2 separate regions of the Mus musculus genome follow, and region 1 is linked to region 2. A link is a contact called in public ChIA-PET data. All regions are on one chromosome and are shown on one strand. Each heading gives the region's core, a stretch centred on a gene start, on an enhancer-like site or on the middle of the called end of the contact. The rest is flanking DNA. Distances are from core to core; before and after follow the strand shown.

Evidence for each region. ChIA-PET counts read pairs in DNA pulled down with a chosen protein or histone mark.
Region 1: an RNA polymerase II ChIA-PET map of memory CD8 T cells shows a contact between it and region 2, with 220 read pairs. The contact joins the enhancer-like site here to the promoter of Agtpbp1 in region 2. A contact is called at or near these places in 1 of 484 Hi-C or Micro-C datasets (nephron progenitors), 4 of 115 datasets of contacts at active chromatin or transcription factors (effector CD8 T cells, embryonic stem cells and memory CD8 T cells) and 3 of 9 other capture datasets (adipose tissue, liver and pancreatic islet).

The regions. Positions count from the first base shown.
Region 1 is chr13:59,653,263-59,659,040 of GRCm38.p6, forward strand. The region is part of intron 3 of Golm1 (golgi membrane protein 1); the gene reads right to left. Among named protein-coding and RNA genes, the nearest start is that of Golm1, 20 kb to the right of the region's middle. Within about 2 kb of position 3,344, at least 139 of the 459 cell types and tissues checked have an H3K27ac peak or open chromatin away from gene starts, as enhancers often do. A contact at or near this core is called in effector CD8 T cells, embryonic stem cells, liver and 1 more, where this site is marked.
Region 2 is chr13:59,555,294-59,560,564 of GRCm38.p6, forward strand. It overlaps Agtpbp1 (ATP/GTP binding protein 1), which reads right to left and starts at 2,009. Exons shown (of 26, transcript NM_001377097.1): 1 at 1,805-2,009.

The DNA.
Region 1 (5,778 bases), core at 2,094-4,593, 99 kb after region 2:
TCAGAAGTTGCTGCCAGTTAATTATGGTAAGGAGCATGGAGGAGCAGTTCACGCATGGTGACCAGAACAGACACAAGGAGGAGGCAGGGACTAGGTGGTCCTGAGGACCTGCCTTGTCACATGACTTCTCTTGGGAAGACAAGAACAAGCTGTTCACCTCCAACAACAACACAAGCCTAGTTTGGCAACCTACTCACTTTTACTGGGGGGTGATAGCGACATGGGTGAGGGACTACTACAGGAGCATGGCTAACAGAGACCCTTGTGTCAGTAGAAGCCACCTCAGCATCAGGAAAGCAGCATCCCCGGAGCTCCCTGCTCACCTTGCAGGCAGCTCCATTAAAGACCCCGTCACAATTCCTTCTTGTGGTGGAGCCTTGGAAGCCTAAGTTCTGAGCGTCCTTGCTTAGTCCTCAGGGTTGAGTATTCCTTTCCCCTCTAGGAGGGAGTGGTTCCGTTGGAAACGGCGTTACAGATGCCCCCAGTGACCTGTCTCTACAACCAAAACAGCATGCCAGCTGGGGCCAATCCCACAGGGCAGGAGCCTGTGGAGACAGGCCACAGTCAAACCATGCCACGAGCAGGGAAGGCCTGCCTCTCCTCCATAGCTGTAGCCAAAGAGGTTCCTCACGGGGAATGTTGGCCTAAACCAGCTCTGCCTACAAACCCACCCTCCCCACATGCTCCTTAAACTGAAAACCTCTGGCCTTCATGACCACACCACCCCTTTACCTCTATCCAGCTACTGTTCTAAACACCAAGGTGCTGAACTCTGGCTCTGCTGAGAGGTGGGGAGACAGACAACTGGAAAAGCACGGTGATCCTCTGACAGGTGGCCCTGCACAGGTGTGCATGAGATGTCCAAGTGAACAAGCACTGAGGGGCGCGGCAACAATCTATCTACACTCCAGCTTCAGGCAGCAAATAAAGGCACTCGGCATTTGAGCTGTGGTTCGGTGGCTGAGTACTGCCTCCAACAAGTCAAGGGCAGAGGAAATGGCTGAAGCTCGACGCCATCTGTGGAGGAAATGCCTGATGCATACGGGCTGGCCACCCAACCAAAGCAGCTCCGGCCAGAGCACCCTGAACCTTTGATGGAGGAGAGCAATACCCTTCCACCTTCACAGCTAGGCTGAGCAGGAAGGCCCAGCTCAGCGGAAGGCCAGGGCACTCTTCATGCACCCTAGGATCTTTTTTGCAGACTAAGGGCTGCAAGGAGTCCCCATCCCCAAGGTAAGGGAGAACCCTGTGGAAAGTGAGCCATAAGCCAAACTGGCTGCTGGGAAACTAAGAATCTCCAGAAAAGGGACTGTGCAGGTGCTGGTGATAGGAGGGAGGGACGGAGGGAGGGACAGAGGGAGGGCAGGCAATGTGATGATGGCAGTTTTCTGGGGGTTGCAAAGTCCATTTCCTGGGAGAAGAGTTGAATGACTCCGAAAGAGACTAGGCCTCGGAGAAAGAGAAAGTAATAGTCCATACACTTGGTGTTTCATAAGGGGCCGCCCCTTTCCCTTACTGGTCCTGTTTATGTACCTGCCCTGGAGCCCTCCTGATGTTTCTCCTTGCAATGTCCTCTGCAAACAAGAAGCTACCATCTCGGGGAACCTGCCTGGGCTTTCCTGGTCCACCTGTGGACCTCTAAGGCCCTGTCAAAAGAAAGAGAACAGGGGATCACAAATGTCTCCCAGGCTCTTGGCCCACTGCATGCCTCTACAGGTAACTTGGGTTAAAGAGAATTCCCAGGGGGCCCCAAGCAAGCCAGGCATGGAGGACCCCAGAACACTCACTGATGCCTCACTTGTAAGTGAACTGAAATCAAACCACAGCCTCCTCTGTCCTCGCCCTTGACGCAATGCACACTCCTGTGGCACACCCAGCACCTCCTTGGCTCCTCTCCACATCCCCTTGCTAGACACTGTTCAAGACCATAGCTCTGGTGCTGAGGGTAGAGGCCGAGGGTCAGTTCTAGCACCACAGCTCCATCTACCACCACAGCAAGGAAGCCGCTAAGACAGGGAATCTCAGCTCTGTCTCTGAAAGAGAGCATGCTGGCACCAACAATTCTGAACTCTTTCTGGCTAGCTTTGGCCATCCAGGAGACAAGCCATCTGTGGGCTGGAGGCCTGTGGCCATAGGTTTTCAGCCTCAAGGGACTTCACGACTAGGACACAGATGATTAAAGAATCCCTGCACAGAGCCCCTGGCGTGGCCACATTGTATTGTACCCAAATGGGAATCTTGTCCATATATCTTGTCTCCTGTTCAGGAGGTGACACTTGCACCCAAGTGATCTGCTCCTGAGCTAGTTAGACAAGCTGGTGAACGTCCCCAAGGACATTTGCCCAAAACTGTCCATCCCAGATAGAATACCAGTGGCAGACTAACTTATTCCAAGTCTAGAGTAGTAAACCAGTGAGCTTAACTGAGTTACTTAGGAATCAGGGATAAGGGCTACGTGCAAGGGCACGGACAACTTAAGGCAGGTACACCACTACAGAAGAGGCTCCCCACCCGCCACAGTTAGCTGTTAACTAACCACTCACACAGCCGTGAGTGGCCCTCGTGCATTCAGTGCCTGCCTCGTGAGCTGCCTGTGAGCAGCCAAGGAGCCTTTGCGGCTGTCTATAAGTCAATGGGAGGGGTCAGTTCAATGTTAAGCAGGTGTGGGTTTCAAGATGGCAGTGGTCACGCCCTGCCTGGAGGTCAGAGTTTCATGGCAAGTTACCAGGGCCATGACCATCACTCCTAATGATCCCACTTGTGACGGCTAACCCTACCTGTCGAGTGCAGAGGATCTGAAATCACCTAAGAGACAAACCTCTGGGCACGCACGTCTAGGAGGAAGCATCTCCATGGGGTAAACTGAAACATCAAGGCCTGGCCACGTGACAGCCGCCATGATGGACTGGCCTTTAACCGTGAGCCAGATAAGCACTTTGTCACCTCTGCCACAGCCTGAGGAAGGCAATGGATCCACCATGGGTTCTAAACCCCAAGTAACTGTAGACACCAACGTGCCAAAACCAAAGGGAAAATAGCATCAAGAAGAGGGTTGCTGGGGTGCTTTCCCTCCACGCTTACTTTATGGTATTAGGTTAGAAAGTGTAAAGGGAACTTTGAGCATGTCACGTGGGACCCTGCACTCCTTTAGATAGGTACGGCCCCCATAGACTGGTGTGTGTGTGTGTGTGTGTGTGTGTGTGTGTGTGTGTGAATGCTTGGCCATTGGGAGTGGCACTGTTAGGAGGTGTGGCCTTGCTGAAGGAAGCGTGTCCCTAGAGTGTGGGCTCTGAGGTCTCTGAAGCTCACAGTTCATTTCCTGCTGCCTGCTGATCTGGACGTAGAACCCTGAGCTCCCTCTCCACACTCTGCAGCCTTCCTTCTTGCATACCACGTCTGGGAGGCTCAATTCCACGGTCCACAGTCATTCCGAGTAAGATGCACTAACCACGTGGGTTAGTGGTTTCCCCCCACAGAAGCAAATCTGTCTGGATCACTTCCTGTTCCTTTAAGCAACCCCAATAAAACTCACTGGTTCACCACGGTGGACTTGGGGGGTATCTGTTTGGGTTTCTTGCTGGTTCCCTATCTGGGGCAAGTAGACAAGCTTTCAGTCACCCCAGGAATAGTCACTCGGGGAGAAACCAGGAAGCTGACAGCACCTCAGTGCACCCTAGGGTAAGTGAGGATCACCCAGCCAGAGGCCCCGTCCTTCCTTCCACCTATCCACTGCTCCTGAATTTGCATGGCTGGAATCAAACCCAGGCTCCACCAGCAGGCAGCTGTTCATCTGGGAGCTCCTCTTGCACACAAAGCAAGGAACAGGCCTCTGTAGCTTCTTCTCCATCCCCCTCACATCTTCCGTTCAGTCCTTTCTGACCCGGGAACTTTATTTCCATCACAAAGGAAATGCACTCTAAGGATTTTCTTTGTGTCCCGCAAGGCAAATTAACTCACACAAAAAGTATAAAAGTCAAGGCAGACACACAGCTGCCAGGAACCAGCCAAGCAGAGGATGCCACAGACATTGACGGAAGCTATTTCTGACTAAGGTTTGGCAAGCAAACATGGGCAGGAAGCTCTGCATTTGTCCCAACAGTGCTACTGAGTAGCCAAGGATCTCCCCACCTCTTCCTCTAGGTGGGCCAAACAGTAAATACCCTGCCCCGACCCAGGACCCGCAGGACATCTCCAGACCTCAAATCAGCCTTCTGACAGAAACATAACAGAATGAACTCCAACCTTAGGAGATAATGCAGAGCCACACAAGTGAATATTTATGGGATTCTGTCAATAATTAAAACCCCCAAGTTTCAAACCTTTAGAAATGTGTTTTAAGCAGCGTACAGGCTCACACCTACAATTCTAACACTCCAGAGGCTGACTGGAGGACCACATCCCAAGTCTAAAGATAAGTAAATTAATGAATAAAACCAAATAAAGACAAATTTGTTTTATATGTACCCATATATGCACCTGTTAAAGGAAAATAAGGAGTTGGGAATAATGGCTTTTGCCGCTAATCTTCGTATTTGGGATTCTGAGGAAGGAGGATTGCTGTGAGTTTAGGACCAACCTGGGCCACATAGTAAGTTTCAGGTCAGACTACCTCCAAACCATGAGGCTGGAGAGATGGGTAGCAGTGGAGAGGACTTGCTGTGCAAGCTCAGGTCCCAACAGCCACATGACAGACAGGAGGACTGCAGCAACAGCCACAGCCACGTGGCAGACAGGAGGACTGCGGCAGCTGATTGATCTTCAGTCTAACTGACAAATCACAGGTCCAGGATAGGAGAGACCCTGCCTCTAAGGTATAAGCAGAGGACAGCAACAGAGGAGGTCTCCACAAGCACTCTTGTGGCATCTGCTCTGCACACACGTGCGCACTATACTCACAGAGACACATACACACATACACATAAATACATTTTTTAAGAAAAACAAAATTCCACTAACGAATGAGAGCCGCTGGCCTGGTGAGATGGGAAAGGGTGAACTCTCCGGGTTTAAGCTGTTTACACTGTGGTCATTTGTTACGGCGGACCTAGCAGACATGGGCCTAAAGTCTTCCTCTTGGCACCTGGCCAGTGAAAGGAAGTCAGGCAGGTGTGTGGGAAAGATGAAGAAGTTCTGCTGTCGCAGCCAAGTGAGCTCTCAGGTGACAAGTGCGGTTAATAGACACATGGCGGAGTCCTCAGATGACTGCCAGCAAAGCCTTTGGGAACTCCAGGCCACACGGGTATAGGAAAAACAAGCCACTTCCACAAAGCATGTTCTACGGGGATCTAACCACCACTTCCAAGTAACCTGAGATGTAGGGACCGAAACCAGGGTGTGTGTGCCTGTGTCCATTCACCTGAATTAGATGCAGAATAGTCCCCTGAGTGGGTGGCCACCACACAGGCTGGAGCCTGGACTGGAGCCTGGGCCTGAGACGTGGAGGGTGAATGAAAATCACTGTGTTTGTTGATGAGGTGTGTCCTCGTGAAGGCTGAGACAACAGAGTTTGATGTTTGAGAATAAAAGAGAGCCTTTGGAAAATTCCGTATTTTACAATGACATGAAACTGTAGATGCACTGAAAAATCTGGACCACATAGACACTGCTTGAAACATTTATACCCAGTCAGCTTGAAAGGTTTAAATGGACCAAGATGGTGACTCACTCTGGGGAATGGCCGCCCTCTGTGGGGAATGGCCGCCCTCTGTGGGGAATGGAGGCACTCTGTGGGGAATGGAGACCCTCTGTGGGGAATGGAGACCCTCTGTGGGGAGTGGA
Region 2 (5,271 bases), core at 759-3,258:
AGGACAGAACTGCATCCAGAGAATAAACAGCTTGCCTGCAGCAAGCCAGGACACAAACTCAGCCACTCTGGCCGAGCCCCAACTCCTCAGCCACTGCGACACTACAGCCAGGCACTGTGACCTGCAGTGACATGAGGTCTAACACACAGCACCCACCCTCAACCCTCTCCGGCATGTGCACCGATATCCGCTGCTCAAGTTACGATCCTAAGGGATGTGCAGAGGATCACCAGTCACCGTTTCCTCCTATCTGAACTCAGAGCTGAGGGCATCAAGCAAGAAGAGCAGACTCTGAAGATGACTACTGAGGAGGAAGCTAAAAAGGCAAAATCCAAACTTTAGGATGCCATACAAATTAAAATAGTTCACGCCCTTGCAGCTTTTACCTCTAACTAATGCAGGGTTAATCATTACACGGCACTGCCGCCAGACTTTTCTAAAGAGGATGCTTCAAGGGAGAGAGCAAGATGGTTCTGCAAGCACCGGCTCATGGCCATGACCACTCTCCTTCCATCACCTGCACCACAAGGTCGAAAAGAGAACCAAAACTCAAAAGTGCTCTGATCTATACACACATGTAAAAGAAATAAGGGGTAACCCTTGAGCCAAATCAATTGGAAAACCTTTATTTAAAAATTGCTACCACTGGGCTGGAGAGATGGCTCAATGATTAAGGGCCGTTCTTTCGGAGAACCTGGGTGGGTCTGATTCCAAGCATCCACATGGTGGCTCACAACCATATGTAACTCCAATTCCAGTGAATCTGACACATTCTTCTGACCTCCTCAGGTACACACATGGTGCACACACACATGCACACACAGGCACACACACATATGTATATATACATATGCATATGCGTATAAATCTTAAGAAACTAAAAATACCACAGAAGGTTAAATTACGTTAATATATTTGACATTTATGTCATGTTGGTCAAACACATAAGGGGTCTGTTTCAGAGTCCAACAGAGATTACAATTTTAAACACTGATCCATCAATTCAAGGCAAAACTCTATGGTCATTCAAAATGACAGTGTAACTCCATTGTAGAATGTGACTCGGGAGAACGAGAAACCAAGCAAACCAGGAGAAACTCGGGTGGACTAAGGCATCGCCAAAGTGCGGCCCATTAGAGGGATCTGATTACAGATCTCCAGGACTTTGGTTTTGACATCTGGCCTGTTTTAAAATCCGTACCGTTCAAAGTGCCTTAAATAAATCATTTCTTCTGCAGCCAACGAAACCAGAAACATTTCCAAAACACAATTACAAAAATAACTTCCTCTCTCAGGGAAGCAAGGAGAACTGTGAGAATAAGTCAGAAGCTGGCCAAGGAAGAGCGAGCGCTCGGGAGAGCCACTCGACTCTGTGGACTGCGAACTGCCGGGTACCTGATGGGCACCGTTACCATTCCGAACACCTGGAGAGGGCTTGCCACAGACAGCCTGCCATGCCAGCGGGATCGCCGTCGTTACCTCACACGCCGTGCGAGACCTGCATCATCCACGGACCAGCATACACAGTCAACGTCCACCCCGACCACCCGGGGAGGTGTTGAAACTGCCGTCCACGGCGCTAAACTGTCAGGGAGCAGCCAATCAAAGGGTCCCGGGGCGCGGCAGGGCGGAGGCCAGGGAGTGGCGGGCAGCGGAGCGCGGAGGAGAGTGCACGGGGCGACGACCGCCCCGGCTCGCTCGACTGCCCGCCTCGCCGCCTGGCAGCGCGCTTCGCCTCCGCCAAGTGAACCGAGGAGCCGCCGGGAGCCGGCGAGCGGGACGCGCGGGCGGCGGGGACGCTCACCGGCTCGGCTTGGGCGCTGCGCTCGGCCTCCGCGCCCGGGACTCCCGGGGCGCACGGCGGTTCCTCGCCGCCCGCCGCCCTTCTCCCGCCGTCCGCCGCCCGCGGCCCGCCGTTTTCATACAAACCCGGGTGGCAGGAGAGGCGGAGGCGGCGAAGACGGCCGCGGAACATGCCCGCATCCCGGGCAACGTCAGCGCGGCGCCCCGCCCAACTCACGGCTCCGAGGGCCGGCTCGCGTGCGCCCGGTAGGGCGCGTGCGCGTGGGGGAAGGGCGCTTCCAGGGAAGGGCGGGACGTCGGGGGGGGGGGGGGCCCGCGGGGCGCGTGCCCGCCGGCGGGGGCGGCACGCCTGGAGGGAAGACAAGCTGCGCGTGCGCAAGGTCGGGTGGGTACCAAGAGGCGGGGCGGGGCGAGGAGGGGCGGGGCGGGGCGGGCGGGGCAGGGTGGGGCGGAGTAGGGAAAGGACTCCACTCTGGCGTGGGCAACCGGCGGTGCGCGCCCTTACCTTTGGGTTCCTGTGGGTCGTGGGCCAGTGTAAACGTGTTAGCCCGCTAGCAGATCGACACGTTCATCAAATCGCCTTCTTTTTTCCTTCCCAACCGGGGGCGTAGCTCCCAAATCCCATCAAACCTTGGGAAACAGTGAGGCTAGTCCTTCCTGACCCCAAGTTGACCCAGAACAGGCTGTGAAGGCTGTGGCGCATGGCCCATTTATCCAGGTAAATGAGATTATCTGATGGTACTGCGAACAAAATGTCATGCCCATTCATTTCAAAACGATGTTATGGAAAACCTTGGTGCAGAAGCTAAAGGCAAAAAACAGTGGGGGAGAAGTAGGGAGCATGCTTGTGTTTTGACTGTGTTTAAATACTCTGAGATACATTGTTAATAAAGACATCATTTGCCTTTTTAAGGAGCATCGACCATGCTCCCTGTTTATGGTGGTTGGTAAGGGATGTAAAATTATCACAGCATGATAGGGGACTAAACTGAGCCCTGTGGGGTTTTTATTTTGTTCTTATGTTTCGTTCAAGCAGGTTTGTGGAGGTAATTCAAAAAACGTATTCAAGGTGTGAAACAGTGCTTCATGCTACTTGCTCTTGGCAGATGTCTTTACTGAGAGGAACAAAAGACTGCCATTTTATAAATGTTGGTTTTCCCCATACCTATAACACATGTGCACATAATGATAGATTCAAGTATTTAAAATACCTTTAAACCACTCTCCACCACAAACTCCCCAAAATGAAAACGATTGTCTAAGAACATTTAGTAGTTCAAAATTCATGAGACATTATTCAAAGAACGTGTTTCTAAATCAACTTGCAATCTAGAAATACATATAAATTGAATTCCTCTTTAGCAAAGTATGGTTAATGGTCAGAACAAAGGCTCAGAAGATTGGCCCATACAGCCGGGTAACCCACAGCGTCATTGGCTTTGAAGTTATTGCAAACACACAACTTGCAGATGAATGGCACCTTTAGCAAGTGTGAGAACCTTCTCACCTGGAGAAGGATTGGGCTCCAGCTCTTATCAGACCCATGGGAGTTCCCAGCCTCAAGGACCATAACTTAAAAGCATGGAAGCACAAGGGTTTGAGCACTCGGGAATTAGCTGGCTACTTCTCTGAGCACCACACTGCTCCAGCTGTCTCCAAACCCTCAGCCAGAGCACTGTGCAGGAGCAAGGGTCCTCCAAGATCTCCCTCCATCGCCATGCTGTTAGACACCTTCTCTCCCAGAGCCACTCCTTTGAAGGCTCAGCTCAATCTTGTACGCCTCCACTTCCCTTCTCCCCAGAGGCCTGCTTCCAACCTACCTGAACAGTAGTGGAATTCAAATGATTTTGAAACCTCACTCATTGTGTGGCAATAAACTAATGACTAGAGGGAAGCATGACTCAGTGACCGGATACATGCTTTGCACTGGGGCCCCAGTTCAATACCAACTGCCACAAAAATAACTTGTAAAAAAGAGTCATCAGATGTAGGTCAGTCTAGATCGCTTAACTGGCACACCTCAGCCTGGCAACTCAGAGATTCTGTACAACTTCACTTATTTCGGCTTTAGTGGTAGAGAGCATGGCTCCATCTCTCTTGATTTCTTTACCTCTTAAATCTTTAATACTGTGGCTTACAAAATGCAACAAACTTAATAATGAAACTGTAGCTGAAAGATCTAGAATATCCATGGACCTCTCCAAAAGTACGGTTTCCGTGGGGAGCATAAATGTTGGGACAGCAGTTCGGTCCTGGATTTCTGAAACCTGGTGGGTCCTCCGGAATTGCAAGACTGTTATAGCTCTTCGCCATATTCAACAATCAACAATTTACTGAACACCTATATAGGTCAGAGGCAATCATCTGGAGATCTTTGGGGAAATAAAGCAAATAACTTCACTGGATGAAATGTCTAGCAACTGCCCTGTGTCAGGCTGAAGAATTTCCTACAAATAGGCCGAGGAGCAGAAATTCAGGATGAAGAACTTGAGCCGAACCTAAATAAATGTGGCCAAGCTGGGAGATGGGAGAAATAACCCTTATATGGCACACAATGGAATGGATTTAGATGTAAAAGGTCTTACCATGGTTTCCATCTGGTTGCTACAAATGGCATGGTGATCAGGGCCAGAAAACTTGAGAGAGAGAGACAGAGAGAGAGAGACAGAGAGAGATAGAAAGACAGAGAGAGAGACAGAGACAGAGAGACAGAGACAGAGAGAGAGAGAGAGAGGGTTTTTTTTTTCCTGTAGGCCTGGCTGTTCTAGAACTAGTTCTGTACACCAGGCTAGTCTTAAACTTGCAGAAATACAGCTGCCTCTATTTCCTGTTTGCTGGGATTAAAGGCTTGGGCCACCATCACCTGGGAACAACTAAAATCTTAAACTGTCAGTCCAAGAATATAACTGGGACTGAGCTCATTATAAAAATTCATTTTTTTAAGGGCCAGCCTGCTCAGTGGTAAGGACCCTGAGCACTAAGCCAGGGGATCTAAATCCAATCTTTTCAACCCATGTGATGCAAGGAGAGAAGCAGCTGCAAGCTGTCCTCTGATTCCCTCATGCCCTGTGGGAAAGGGGCTGAGCTGCATGGATGGTATAATCCTACATAAAGTATTTAAAGAACTCAATACTATCAAAATATATGTGTATTAGAACAGGATTTTGTGGCGTATACTATTTTATTTTCTAAGAAAAAAAAACCAATGTATTTTCTACAATTTGATAGAGCCCAGAATGGGTAAATGCTATCACTTTTTTATATTTTGTACTTCTTTACTGAGTTTAAAGTTACCACACAAGGTAACAAAAAAAAAAAAAAGTAAATTTAAATTGAAAACAAAAACTAAAGAGGATTTTCCTCCTAATTATATGATCATCAAGGTTCGTGATTTCCAGATTCTCTTTATACCCCCTGAGACGTGTGACAAGGCCCATGAGTTCTAGACTCTCCTCTTTACAGTTACTG